Regions from separate parts of the Pan troglodytes genome. Here region 1 is linked to region 2. A link is a contact called in public Hi-C data. All regions are on one chromosome and are shown on one strand. The core of a region is the stretch at or near the end of the contact, and the rest is flanking DNA. Distances in the headings are between cores, read along the strand shown. Region 1 holds the start of TRAK1 (trafficking kinesin protein 1). Region 2 overlaps ULK4 (unc-51 like kinase 4).

Region 1 (6,485 bases), core at 1,453-3,952, 120 kb before region 2:
GGAGAGGAGAATGCCCAAGGTCTGTTCTCTACCTTGGGAGCACGAAGTCAAGATGGAGAGCCCAGATGGTTAATTCAAGAATCACCAAACAATTACAGAGGCCTACTATATACAAGGTCAGAGGCAGGGACTCAGAATGCAACGACAGGGACTGGGAGTGGTGGCTTGCGCCTATAATCCCAGCACTTTGGGAGGTCATAGCCAGCAGATCACTCGAGGTCAAGAGTTTGAGACCAGCCTGGCCAACGTGGTGAAACCCCGTCTCTACTAAAAATACAAAAATTAGCTGGGCGTGGTGGCAGGTGCCTGCAATCCCAGCTACTCGGGAGGCTGAGGCCAGAGAATCACTTGAACCTGTGAGGTGGAGGCCGCAGTGAGCCAAGATCGCACCACTGCACTCTAGCCTCGATGACAGAGCAACACTCTGACTCAAAAAAAGAAAACAAAAAACAAAAAACCAGAATGCAATGACAGGAACAAAGTCCACTTAAGATGGCAAACCTTAAGGTGTTGTTAGTTTGGAAAGTGAAAGTTTAAGAACTCCATTCAATGTGAATAGTGCTCTATTATTTTTGAAAGCCCTTTTATTTTTATGTTTTTTGTTTTTGTTTTTGTTTTTGAGATGGGGTCTTGCTCTGTCGCCCTGGCTGAAGTGCAGTGGCGGGATCTTGGCTCAATGAAACCTCTGCCTCCCGGATTCAAGCTATTCTCCTGACTCACCCTCCTTAGTAGCTGGGATTACAGGTGCCCATCATCATGCCCAGCTAATTTTTGTATTTTTAGTAGAGACGGGGTTTCACCATGTTGGCCAGGCTGGTCTCGAACTCCTGACCTTAAGTGATCCACCTGCCTCAGCCTCCCAAAATGCTGGGAATACACGCACAAGTCACCATGCCCGGCCCAAAGCTCTTTTATATTACCTGATTTGACCCTCATAATAAACCTATAAAACAATAATTACTATTATATGCTTTATTATCCCTGTTGGGGCTCAAAAAGCTTACCAAATTACAAACCTAATCATGTTGGAAGGAGACCTGAAAACGCTCCCATGTCATTCAGTCAAACTTTTACGGACACCTCCATTTAAAACATTGTCTCCCAGAGAGGGGAGAGCAGGACAGAGAGATTAAGTAAGGTCACACAGCCAATAGAGAGGAGTTGGAATTTCAGTCCAGGTTTCCCACTCCAAGACCACAGGGAAGGAGAAGCAACACAGCCAGAGTGGAGACACCCTCAAGCGAGCGCTGGGGATGGGAAACTGGTCCCTGGGGCATCAAACAGGAAACGGCTGGTGCTGGGGCCAAGCTGAAACCCAACTGTTGCCAAACTCGCAGCCCTGAGACAAGGGCTTTAAACCGATTCAGCATCCCCCAGAGCCGGGCTCAGCTTTCCAGCTGGCTTAGGCTACACTGGCCTGGGAACCTCTGTGACAAAGCTGAGGTCCAAGATCAAAGAGCAACCGAGTATGACCATTCCAAACCGAGAGACAGAGGGGAAGGCGCCATCTGTCACTCCAGGTCCAACTCTCCAAACCTACCAGTCAAGCTCCCAGCCTGTTGTCCCTTCACTCAATCTGGGGAGACCCTCCCCAGTGCAGACTGGCTCCAGGGCTAATCAGAGCTTAGTCTGAGCACCTTCCTCTTCGCTGCTCTTGTAGTGGGAAATTGGAAAGGACCCTGGAACTAGACCGTTTCCCTATGGTAACCTCCACTCCCCTTCCAGATAAACAAAAGACCCTCCAGAAAAGGTTACCAGTCCCGAATACACACTCACAGACAGTATTGACAACGTTTACACTTTTGAAGCAAATAAAGTTCCAGTGAAGCATATCAGAAAAAAAAAAAAAAAATCAGCGGTCCAACGACGAATACTCTGAAGGCTCTCAAAGCGGACGCTAATTTCAGTGTCTGAACAAGTGCAGCCACGGGTTCTAAAACAGGCAAGCTTAACGCGGAAGGGGCACCCAGCACCAGCCTCAAGAGCAGGCCGACTTTTAACATCTTTCCTGAAACACAACTTTACAAAAGAAGAAACGATACAGTTCATTACATTTGTTTTTACCTGCAAGAGCTTGACCTTGGAGACTAGAAAAGAACTTTAAAAATCAGGTCAAGAAAGTGACAAAGTAAACTTGTTAACTCTCAAGGATGCAAAGGAGGGCTCTAAAGGCTCTCTGCTCTCTGACACGCTCAGATGATGTCATTTTCATCAAGTTTTGCGGGTGAGTGGGAATCGGGGTGCTGCCCGCGCTCTGGCCTGGCTCAGCTCCAGGCTCTTTGAAGGTCGCCTCACTGTCACCTCGGAATGCCGGAGCGCGGAATCCAGGCCACGCGGCGTGGCCGACACGATGCCCTAGGGGCACTTTTCCGGGCTCCGAAGGCCTCCTGCAGGTGCGGCCGGTGCATTAGGAGGGCTGTCCCCGCAGGGTCCCGGCGCCCGGCCTCTCACGCCGCCACTATCTCACACGGACACTCCCAGAACACCCGTGTCCTTCCCCAGCCCCTGGGCCCGAGGCGCAGGCGGCGCGGGTGAGCGGACCCCTGGCTTACCCGCAAGAGGTGCACGGAGCGCAACCCGGCAACAGGCGCGGTGCCGGGGGGCCTCGGTGGGGGCTTCCTCCGCGTCGTTCTCGGCCCGGCCCCGGCCGCCCGGCGGCTCCGGTTCCCTCCGCTGCAGCCGGCCGGGCGGCACGGGGGCACTCGCGGGGGCTCCGCTCTGGCGCCGCCGCCTCCTGCTGCCCGCCTGCCGCTCTGGCGCTCCTGGGCTCGGAGTCCGGGGTTCCGAGACGCGGGGGTCGTCGGGGCGTTCGAGACTCTCGGGGACGCTAAGGCTGCGCTCCGGCTCTCCCGCGCGCGGCCCCACTCTGGGGGACGCCTCGCTCTAGGCGCGCGGGCGTCAAGGGCTCGGGGCGCGCGGGGGCGGCGGCCGGGTGGGCCCCGGGGCGGCGGGCGGGGGCGCTGCTGCGGACGCGGGCACTGTTGCGGGCGCCGCCGCGCGGCCTCTCGCCATGGCTCCCCCGCGAGCGGGCGGCTTGCACCTCCCCTCCGCGCTGCCGTCACCGCCCGACGCGCGCCGAGCCCTCCCCCTTCCCAGCCCCGCCCGCCGCCCCGCGCCGCCACCTGCGGGCCGCCCTCCAGGATGCCCGCCGGCCACGTCCTAGTCGCCTGGAGCCGCACCCCGCCTTCCTCGCCCGCGGCTGCCCCTGCACTTTTACCCACGCCGTGGGGCACAGAGAAGTATCCGGTAAAGACCTGGATCCGGAAAAGCTGATCACATCCCTCCCCGAGCGCTTATTACTTCTAGCACTTCTCGGGGTCCTTCCAGAGTGAGTCTAAGAGAAGGATGGGACCCCCGCGGCCCGGGGCGCTGATTGTCGTGAACACAGTGGAAGTCCAGGCGTTCTGTTCCTGCAGGACGGGCTGTCTCCTAGCAAAGCCGCCCTTAGGCTTAAATGGAGGGAGGATGGAGCAGGGGACGGGGGGAAGGCTGGAGGGGATGGAACTGGCTGTTGGACTAAGATGCCACCAAAGGGTGGCAGGCAGGGGGGTGGCGGACAGCAGAGAGGGGATCAGGAACCGATCCAGGAAGTAAGAGCTCACAGGCCACTCTATTATGCAAATCACTTGTGGATGGTTTAACGGGGAACAACCCACATGATCTCATTTCCAGTTGAGGCTACTGAGTCTACTTCTTCTTTTCAACCCAGGGGTCATAGAGGACATTGGGAGGACTTGAAGAAGACTCAGACCAGAACCAAAGATGTAAGGAAACTAAACCCTGCAAAACCTGATTTCTCATACCGGCATAGACTTGACTTGAAGAGATCATCAAGTGTATAGTGAAGATTGGCTCAGGCAAGAATCATCCATGAATGCTTACTCTAGGGGGCTGTTACTGGCTGGCAGATATTTGTCTGGGTTGATGTGTCTCCCTATAGATGGTTTAGACCTGTTAGTAGCAAAAGCGGAAATAGTAATTATACAAAGAGGCAGGCAGACAGCATCTTAACCAGGTGATCAAAATTTACATCACCAATGAGAGCAGATGGATATCATGTCCACATCAGCTATGCAGTATTCCTGGGGACAATGCATAACCTGAATCATGATAATGAAACATCGGACAAACCCAAAATGAGGAACATCTATTAAAAAGAGGAAGGGTCTGTATTATTCAAAAATGTCAAGGTCATTAAAATCAAAAGAAAGCTTGGGAAATGTTCCAGATTAAAGGGTGCAAAAGAGTCAGGGCAGCTAAATGCCATGCCTGATCCTAGACTGCATCCTGTGCTAGAGGAGGGGAAATACATCACGGACATTCCAGCTGACAAAATCAGAATCCATGTAAGAGATTAAAGTATTGGATCAATGTTAAATGTACTGATGTTGATAACTTCCACTGTAATTATGTACAAGAATATCTAATTCTTGGGAAATACACACTGAAGTATCTTGAAAGGGTAAAGGTCATAATGTATGCAGCTTACCTTCAAATGATTCAGGGGAAAAAAAAATCTTGATAGGAAAAAATGATAAAGCCAAGTGGGCAATAAAGGTAAGGTGCATATTATCAGTGAATCAGCATATAGAGTGTACTTGAACATTTCTGTAAGTTTGAACTTATTTCCAAATAAAAAGATTTGGAAAAATCCATCAAGTTGGGGAATGAAGTAAGGTAGGAAGAAAGCAGGTATGATATAAAAGGGCAACACAAGGGATCCTTGTGAATTTGGAACTGTTAAACATCTTGAGTATGGTAGTACAGGTGATAAAATTATCTAGAACTTAATATACACACAAATGAGTACAAGTAAAACTGGGAAAATCTGAATAAGATAGGTAAATTGTATCAATGTCAATATCCTAGTTATGATATCATATTAAGGTTTTGCAAATGTTGTCATTGGGGGAAACTAGGCCAAATATATATATATGTGTGTGTGTGTGTGTGTGTGTGTGTGTGTGTGTGTGTGTATTTTTTTTTTTTTTTTTTTCCGAGACGGAGTTTTGCTCTTGTTGCCCAGCCTGGAGTGCAATGGCACAATCTCGGTTCACTGCAACCTCCGCCTCCCAGGTTCAGGGAATTCTCCTGCCTCAGCCTCCTGAGTAGCTGGGATTACAGGCGTGCATCACCATGCCTGGCTAATTTTTGCATTTTTAGTAGGGATGGGGTTTCACCATGTTGGTCAGGCTGGTCTCGAGCTCCTGACCTCAGGTGATCCACCTGCCCCAGCCTCCCAAAGTGCTGGGATTACAGGCATGAGCCACCGCACCTGGCCCAAATATATTATTTCTTAGAAATGAATGTGAATCTACCATTATCTCAATGCAATTTTTAATTACAAAAAAATCATTTTTAATTACAAAAAAACTGTATGTAAATGGGCATGCCCATCAGGGAGCATGCCAGAGCAGATATGCTGGAGCTCTCATAGTGGATCTAGAATAGACATGGTGCTGTTACCAACAGTGAAGGCTTTCAAGAAAAAAAAAAAATTAGACTATTTGAAGTATAACTGACCGATCAGATTCCTTCCAGTTCTGTAATTTAACAATCCTAGAGCTGGGGGTTCTTTGAGATCATCTAGTCCAACCTACTCATTTTCTGGAAACTGTGGGCAGAAAAGTAGTGTGTGTCCACAGGAGCATCAAATTAGCGGTAGACCCGTTAACTACTGCTTGTCTGCCAAATATGTTCTACTTTCTTTACACCTTTACCAGCTGTCTGTCACTCCCTATATCTATGAGATTCAGTTAAGGCTGGTAGAAAATTTTGAAGTCATTCATTCTTTGGAGTCCCTGATTTGTTCTGTAGTGCCAGATGACAGGCATGTGGATTCTGCCCCTGAGGAGTAGGGACCAGTTTTCCTCTCCTACTCTCAGCTTGGAGGAAGCAGATGGCAGGCGGGACCCCAGTGACAGCCCCAGTTCTGGGCCTGACTGAGCTGATGAACTACTTGGAGCAGCTGCTGACCTGCTGCTGCTGGAAGCCAGTGGAACAGGAACCTGGGAGGGAAGCAGAATGGATACAAGAAAGGAAAACAGTAATTGCCCTGGCAAGTCCTCCCTTCATCCAGCATGAGGCAGAAGTAGCTGCAACAGAGGCAACTGGCTTCCCTTGAGCCTCAGATAGCCACTGTATTCTTTCCTTTTGTTGAATCAAATCGAAATTAATCTATGTTTACTTGCATTTGCCAGGCCCTCGTTAGTAACTGTGGGAAAATACAAAATAGAATATCTGATCCCTACCCATTAGGAACCCAGAATGCATCCAGGGACCCAAGGTGGAAATGTTGAAAGTGACCCAACAAAAGCAATTAAAAGGCTAGCTATATTAGCTGGGGTTCCCCCCAAAAGCAGCATTGGAGAAGGACTCATGGGCAGATACTTTCTTTTGGAAAATGATCCCATAGGATATGGGTAGAAAAAGAAATTGGGACCAGAAAGAATGAAACAGGAAGGAAAGAAAGCCTATTGAAGGAT
Region 2 (6,990 bases), core at 3,875-6,374:
CATTGCTACTCCCAGCTCACAAAAGTTTCTGCCTATGTTTTCTTCTAAGAGTTTTATAGTTTTATTAGTATCTCTTAGATTTAGCTATTTTATCCATTTGAGTTAATTTTTGCATGTGGCATGAAGTAGGGGGGTATAGCTTCATTGTTTTGCATCGAAACATCCAGTTGTCTCAGCGCTATCTGTTGAAAAGCTTATTCTTTCCCCATTGAATTGTCTTGGAACCCTTACTGAAGATCGATTGACTGTATATGTGAAGGTTTATTTCTGGATTCTGTTCTGTTATCTATTCATCTGTCCTTATACCAGTGGCACACTCTTGATTACTGTAGCTCTTTAGTAAGCTTTGAAATCAGAAAGTATGAATTCTCCAAAAAAATTTTTAAGGTGGTTTTGGCTGTACTGGGTCACTTGCATTTCCATATGAATTTTAAGATCAGCTTGTCAGTTTCTTCAAAGGAGCCAGCTGGGATTTTAATCACAGTTGCATTGAATGTGTAGATCAATTTAGGAAGTACTGCCATTTTAACAATGTTAAGTTTTCCTCCACGAACACAGGATGTATTTATACTTACTTAGGTTTTCTTTAATTTCTTTCAATCATAGTTGTGTTGAATGCAGAACTACTTTGAATTAATTCTAAGTTATTTTTATGCTACTTATTGCTTGACAAATATAATTGCTTTTAGTTTTTACTGTAGTTTTGATGTAATGTGAAGTGTATTTGGACCATGTGAAGCTTATTTCTGCTTTGAAATTTAGTATAAATGGGTTATAATAAAATCTCACTGTGCTAATTTTTTGGTTATGTGAAATAGAAAATCAATGTAAATTAAAAAATTCATTTTGAAATGCAATAGATGTTGAAGCTCTTCTGGCAGATGGTTATAAAGAAGAGTATATAATCATTCTATTGAGAAAATATAATCAATAATGTGAATACCTAAGGTAGTTTATTTTACATATCTATCTATCTATCTATTTATTTATTTATTTTTGAGACAGAGCCTCACTCCTGTCACCTAGGCTGGAGTGGAGGGGCATGATCATGGCTCATTGCAGCCTCAACTTGTTGGGCTTAGGTGATTCTCTCATCTCAGCCTCCTGAGTAACTGTGACTACAAGTATGCGCCACCATGCCTGGCTAATTTTTTGTATTTTTAGTAGAGGTTTCCCCATGTTGCCCAGGCTGGTCTCAGACTCCTCGACTCAAGTGATCTGCTGGCCTTGGCCTCCCAAAGAGCTGGGATTACAGGTGTGAGCCACTGTGCTTGGCCTTATGTTTTATAATTTTTAAATGATACTTTTTATTCTATTACGAAACATATATAATAGTAAAAAACTTGTAAAATGTAAAAGAGGACAAAGAAAATAGAAAAATTATTTACGATATAATTCCCGAGTAAACACTGATTACTTTTTTTGTTTGTTTTTTTAAGAGCCTTTTGCCCAGGCTGGAGTGCAGTGGCACAATTGTAGTTCACTGTAACCTCATACGTCTCATACATTTTGATACTGGCACGATTGTGTTCATTGTAACCTCATATGTCTCATACATTTTGATATTACTGCTTCTGGTTTTATACATATGTGTTCATTTTGAAACAAGGGAATATAATTTTATAACAGTTATTTTCATTTAATGATTATGATCTGATTGCAATTATTGATCATTTAGTTTATTCCTGAACATTTTATTTTATATATTTTTGCTGTTGTGAGTGGGATATTTGTTATATGGCATTCGTGCATACATTCAGTTTACCTGTAGGAAATTAATTTTTGCATACAATTTTTTAATTGGTCCACCTTACTAATCTTACATTTTTTTTTTTTTTTCTTTGAGACAGAGTCTCGCTCTATTTGCCCAGACTGGAGTGCAGCGGTGTGATCTTGGCTCATTGCAGCCTCTGCCTCCCAGGTTCAAGTGATTCTCCTGCCTCAGCCTCTTGAGTAGCTGGGACCACAGGCACCCGCCACCACACCCAGCTAATTTTTGTATTTTTAGGACAGATGGGGTTTCACCATTTTGGCCAGATTGGTCTCGAATTCCTGGCCACAGGTGATCCGCCCACCTGGACCTCCCAAAGTGCTGGGATTGCAGGTGTGAGCCACCATGCCTGGCCTAATTCTTACCTTATTTCTAAGAGTTTTCCCATTGATTAATTTTGGCTTTTTGGATGTTCAGTTATATTATCTATACGTGAAGATAATTTGGCCACCTCTTTCAAATATTGTTGTCTTACTTTACGGACCAATATAATTTACTAGCAGTTCCTCCTCAGTGTTAAATCAGCAGGGATATCCAGCCCTTTGCTCTATCATTGACTTCTTTTCTTTCCTTCTGCCCCCTTCCTCACTCAAGACACCATCCTTTCCATCCAGGCTTTGCAGTAACCTGCTAACTGGTCCCCTCAGTTCTCCATTGCTCCCCTCCATCCATTCTCCACTGAAGCAAGTATGATGTATATATTTAAATGTCTTCATTAACTATCACTGTCTTCTCTCAAGCAGTGCCAGGCATTGTTTTAAGTGCTTTGTGTTTATTCTTCACAAACCTGAAAGCTTGTTTGTTTTAATCTTTGTTATAGATGAAGAAAACAAAGCTTTTTTTATCTTCCCTAAGAGCACATAATTAACAAGCAGCAATGTTAAGTTTGCCCCTGTCTTTTTGCCTTTAAAGTCCATCTTTTTTTTTGGCAATGTGAGTTTACCCCTGTCTTTTTACCATGAAAGTCCATCTTTTTTTTTCTTTAATTGAAAGTCCATGTTCTTAAACTTAGATTTTCTTGTTTTAAACAAACTTCCTCTTCATTCTTTGTGGGCCTTTTTTTTTTTTTTTTTCTTTTTTTTTTTGGTGGAGTCTCGCTTTGTCACCTAGGCTGGTGTGCGATGGCGCAATCTCGGCTCACTGCAACCTCCGCCTCCCAGGTTCAAGCGATTCTCCTGCCTCAGCCCCCTAAGTAGCTGGGATTACAGGCGCCTGCCACCATGCCTGGCTAGTTTTTGTATTTTTAGTAGAGATAGTGTTTCACCATGTTGGTCAGGCTGGTCTCGAACTCCTGACCTCGTGATGTGCCCACCTCGGCCTACCAAAGTGCTGGGATTACAGGCCTAAGCCACTGCACCCAGCCTCTTTTTGTGTTTTCTTGTCTTTTGTCTGAGTTGCATGGGGCAGCTTGGGTTTCCAGGAACTTTCTTAGCTAACTCCTCTGTTCCTTTATCCATGCCCCTTCCTCACTCAGTTTTGGGTAATATATTTTCCTTATTCCTTACTTCACTGATTTACTTTTCTATTTTATTTAGTTTGCTAGTTGTTGTTTCTTCTAAGGTTCTTAAGCATAAATTCTCTCTCTCTTTTTTTTTTCCCTGTTGGGAAATACTGAGGCATAGCACTAGGAATACAAATTATGTTTAAATAGAGCACAAAGAACCATCTCAAAGGAATAACTGATGGTGAATATCTGCTGATTCATTTCATTATGTATCAACTCTAACTAGGCTTAATAAATAATTGAGGTTTAATACTTAGGTAGCATGTCTGTATTTAAGTCTGAAAATTTTTTTTATGTTACAGCTTCAATTTCACATTGAATATTCTGTAAAGCAGAAATAAATTGATTAACATTCTGTGAATGAAAAATAAAGCCGTTGGTCAGGCGCGTGGCTCACGCCTATAATCCCAGCACTTTGGGAGGCCAAGGTGGGTGGATCACCTGAGACCAGGAGTTTGAGACCAGCCTGGCCAACATGATGAAACCCCGATTCTACTAAAAATGCAGAAATTAGCAGTGCATGGTGGCATACACCAGTAATTCCACTACTTGGGAGGCTGAAGCAGGAGAATTGCTTCAACCCGGGAGGCAGAGGTTGCGGTGAGCCGAGATTGTGCCACTGCATTCCAGCCTGTGTGATGGAGTGAGACTCTATCTCAAAAAAAAAAAAAAAAAAAAGGCTGGGCGTGGTGGCTCACGCCTGTAATCCCAGCACTTTGGGAGGCCGAGGCGGGTGGATCATGAGGTCAGGAGATCGAGACCATCCTGGCTAACACGGTGAAACCCTGTTTCTACTAAAAGTACAAAAAAATTAGCCAGGCACAGTGGCAGGCGCCTGTAGTCCCAGCTACTTGGGAGGCTGAGGCAGGAGAATGGCGTGAACCCGGGAGGCAGAGCTTGTAGTAAGCCGAGATCACGCCACTGTACTCCAGCCTGGGGGACAGAGCGAGACTCCGCCTCAAAAAAAAAAAAAAAAAAAAAAAAGGAAGCCATGCTGTTATGGAAAAACCAATTTGCCTCATCACAGTTTAGAACATTGAATTGTAAAGATATTTTTTCTAGTCCTAGCCAGACTTAGTGGTAACATGAGCAATTCAGTTACTTTCTCAGAGTTTTATATTTTTATCTGTAAAATGGGAATGATGGTGCCTACAGTTTAGGATTTTTGTGAAAATCAAATGAGACTGCAACCATCTTGAATAGCAGTTGAAGTACATTGATATAGGTGATATTTTACAGTGGTGTCTTCCTCAGCATCTTACTGGTTCAGTGTTTTAAAGATCTACATTAGTCGCAGAAACAAAGTCTAATTTTTGTTCTCATTTCAGATTACAAGTGGACACCTGAGTCAGCAGGACCTGGAATCCCAGATGAGAGAGCTTATCTACATGGACTCAGATCTTGTTGTCACCCCCATTATCGACAATCCAAAGGTGCAGAAAGACACTCTAACAACTGAGTTGTAGACTTTACTGAGATCTGAAATCTGCATGAGATTTTCATTCAGAATATTATTTACTGTATAATCTTTCCTGTTTCTCTTGTCTGCTTCTGTGTCATTTGTGCTGCATGTCTGCATTTGCAGCTCCCCCTCTGTCTGCAACCCTTTCCTCTGCCTTCACTTCCACTTCACTGGAGTTCTAAGTTTTCTCCCCTCTGTTTTGAATGAGTCAGCTCTGCTGCCTCTCACTACTGCTTTCTTCCACATGCCATGGAGGGGTTGCCAGCCTCTTGACCTCAGACCTTAGCTCTCAGTCCTTTTGTTTCTCCGTATGCACTAATGTGAATCACTCTAAATATTCTAGTCTCTGATGTATTTCGAAGGCAGAAGCAGTCAGAGGGCACTGCTTACCAGGCTGGGCTGGGCAGGCAGATCACACAGAAGCCCTACCCTCTCACAGGTTGTTAAGACTGCAGGGGAGACGATGGGGAGACATTCTGGGAGCTTGCGAAGTCGTAGTTCACAATGTACTTCTAAACCAGTGTGAGTTTTTTTGCTTCTTGTCTTTTGGAATATAATACTTTCTTGCTAGGGGATAATGAGTATCTACTTTAAAAAACAAATTCATTTCTAAGTCCCTCTGTTTTGTCTTGACTTCCAGCTCCCCAACATACTCACATTCCACTACTTTTTCTCTATTTTAATTTTCCTGCTTCTTTTTCTTATTTTTAAATGTCTTTTTCTGTATTAATTCGTGACTCTTTCTTCTTATCTCATTGGGAACATTACTGTGGTTTAGACCATGAAGGTTCTTGAATTCATATTTATTTTCTAGATAGACAGCATTTCATATAGATTATTTAGCTATTTTTCATAATGGAGCTACTTCTTTTTGTGAGTTCATATGTCTGGCAGAGTAACTTTATTATGCTAAGTTTGATGAGCATTGGGGCATTTTCAACGTGGGCTTTCTAGAACAATTTGTGTTATCTTTACCAGGGGTGTCCAATCTTTTGGCTTCCCTGGGCCACATTGGAAGAAGAATTGTCTTGGGGCACACATAAAATACACTAACGATAGCTGATGAACTAAAAAAACAAAAAAAATTGCAAAAAAAATCTTACAATGTTTTAAGAAGGTTTACAAATTTGTGTTGGGCCACTTTCAAAGCCGTCTTGGGCTGCATGCAGCCCATGGGCTACGGGTTGGACAGGCTTGCTTTAGACGATATTCTGTGTTTCTTTTTTTCCCTCTTATAACCATATTTGATAGTTTCTGGGAAGCCTTAATCAGTAGAAATTTTTGTGTTTAACTTTTAATTTTTAACTACTTTTAGTCTTAGAGAAAAGTTTCAAAAATAATTGAGAGTTCCTGTATACCTTTTGCCCAGCTGCTCTTAATGTTCACATCTTATAGGTCTGTAGTATAGTTAGCAAAACCTGGGAATTAAAATTGGTATAGTGTTAGTCAGGCAGGATAATCCCTATCTGTTCCTCCTTTTGGAGGGCAGTAGAATGTGGTAATTGGAGTGGCATAATACTTGATTAATAATTGTGCACTTTCCAATTCATGCTATTATGGCTTCCTGGAGTGGTGTCTTCTCTGATATAACCATTAACCATCCTTCAAGACCTCAACCCACCATCTACCTCTCTGTAAACCCAGTCCTAACTATATCAACTAAAGTGCTTGCTGTATGCTCTAAACTACTATTTACAAAAAAATTCTTTCTGTCCAGTGTTTTCTCTGTAGTTATGTCCTGCATGTTTTGAATTGTGAAATATTTTGTTGTTTATCGAATGTTTGTCTCATCTTCCCAACTAGGATGTCAGCTCTCTGAAAATAGGATTGTGTCTTTTATATCTTTGTATCCCCATTAGCACTTGGCATAGAGCCTTACCTTGGCAGGTACCCAATAGATATTTGTTGAATGACTGAATTTCTAATTAGAGGTAAATTAGCTAAAAAGTAAGCCAAGATAGGAGTGAATGTTTTCTATGAAGCTTTATTTTATTACAGATATCAGTTGAAATGATTATAAAAAATATTATCTATATTTGTGTGTTTTAATCCGAAAAGTCATTGTACTTATTCTTTTTGGTAACAAATTTTGCACATTCTTTTTTTGTCCTCATTGATTTATTATCTGACATAAGGGACATATAAGGAGACAGATATCCATCTTAAAAATTGTCTCAAAAGCTTTCTTTTTTTTTTAACCACAGATAATGAAACAGCCACCAGTTAAATTTGATGCAAAAATATTGCATCTAC

What was found. Hi-C and Micro-C count contacts between places; a contact is called where the count stands out from the background.
Region 1: a contact with region 2 is called in a Hi-C map of stem cell-derived neural progenitor cells, with 2.4 times the contacts expected there. The contact joins the promoter of TRAK1 here to the enhancer-like site in region 2. A contact is called at or near these places in 1 of 7 Hi-C or Micro-C datasets (stem cell-derived neural progenitor cells) and 1 of 1 datasets of contacts at active chromatin or transcription factors (stem cell-derived excitatory neurons).

The regions. Positions count from the first base shown.
Region 1 is chr2:46,026,441-46,032,925 of NHGRI_mPanTro3-v2.0_pri, reverse strand. TRAK1 (trafficking kinesin protein 1) reads right to left here and starts at 2,702. Exons shown (of 17, transcript XM_054680574.2): 1 at 2,553-2,702. It overlaps LOC134809438 (a long non-coding RNA gene), which reads left to right and starts at 3,078. Exons shown (of 2, transcript XR_010155168.1): 1 at 3,078-3,328; 2 at 3,710-4,378.
Region 2 is chr2:45,908,680-45,915,669 of NHGRI_mPanTro3-v2.0_pri, reverse strand. ULK4 (unc-51 like kinase 4) reads left to right here. Exons shown (of 38, transcript XR_010155167.1): 13 at 4,604-4,708; 14 at 6,942-6,990. It also overlaps the pseudogene LOC112208815. Among named protein-coding and RNA genes, the nearest start is that of ULK4, 62 kb to the left of the region's middle. Within about 2 kb of position 5,124, at least 4 of the 24 cell types and tissues checked have an H3K27ac peak or open chromatin away from gene starts, as enhancers often do. A contact at or near this core is called in stem cell-derived neural progenitor cells, where this site is marked.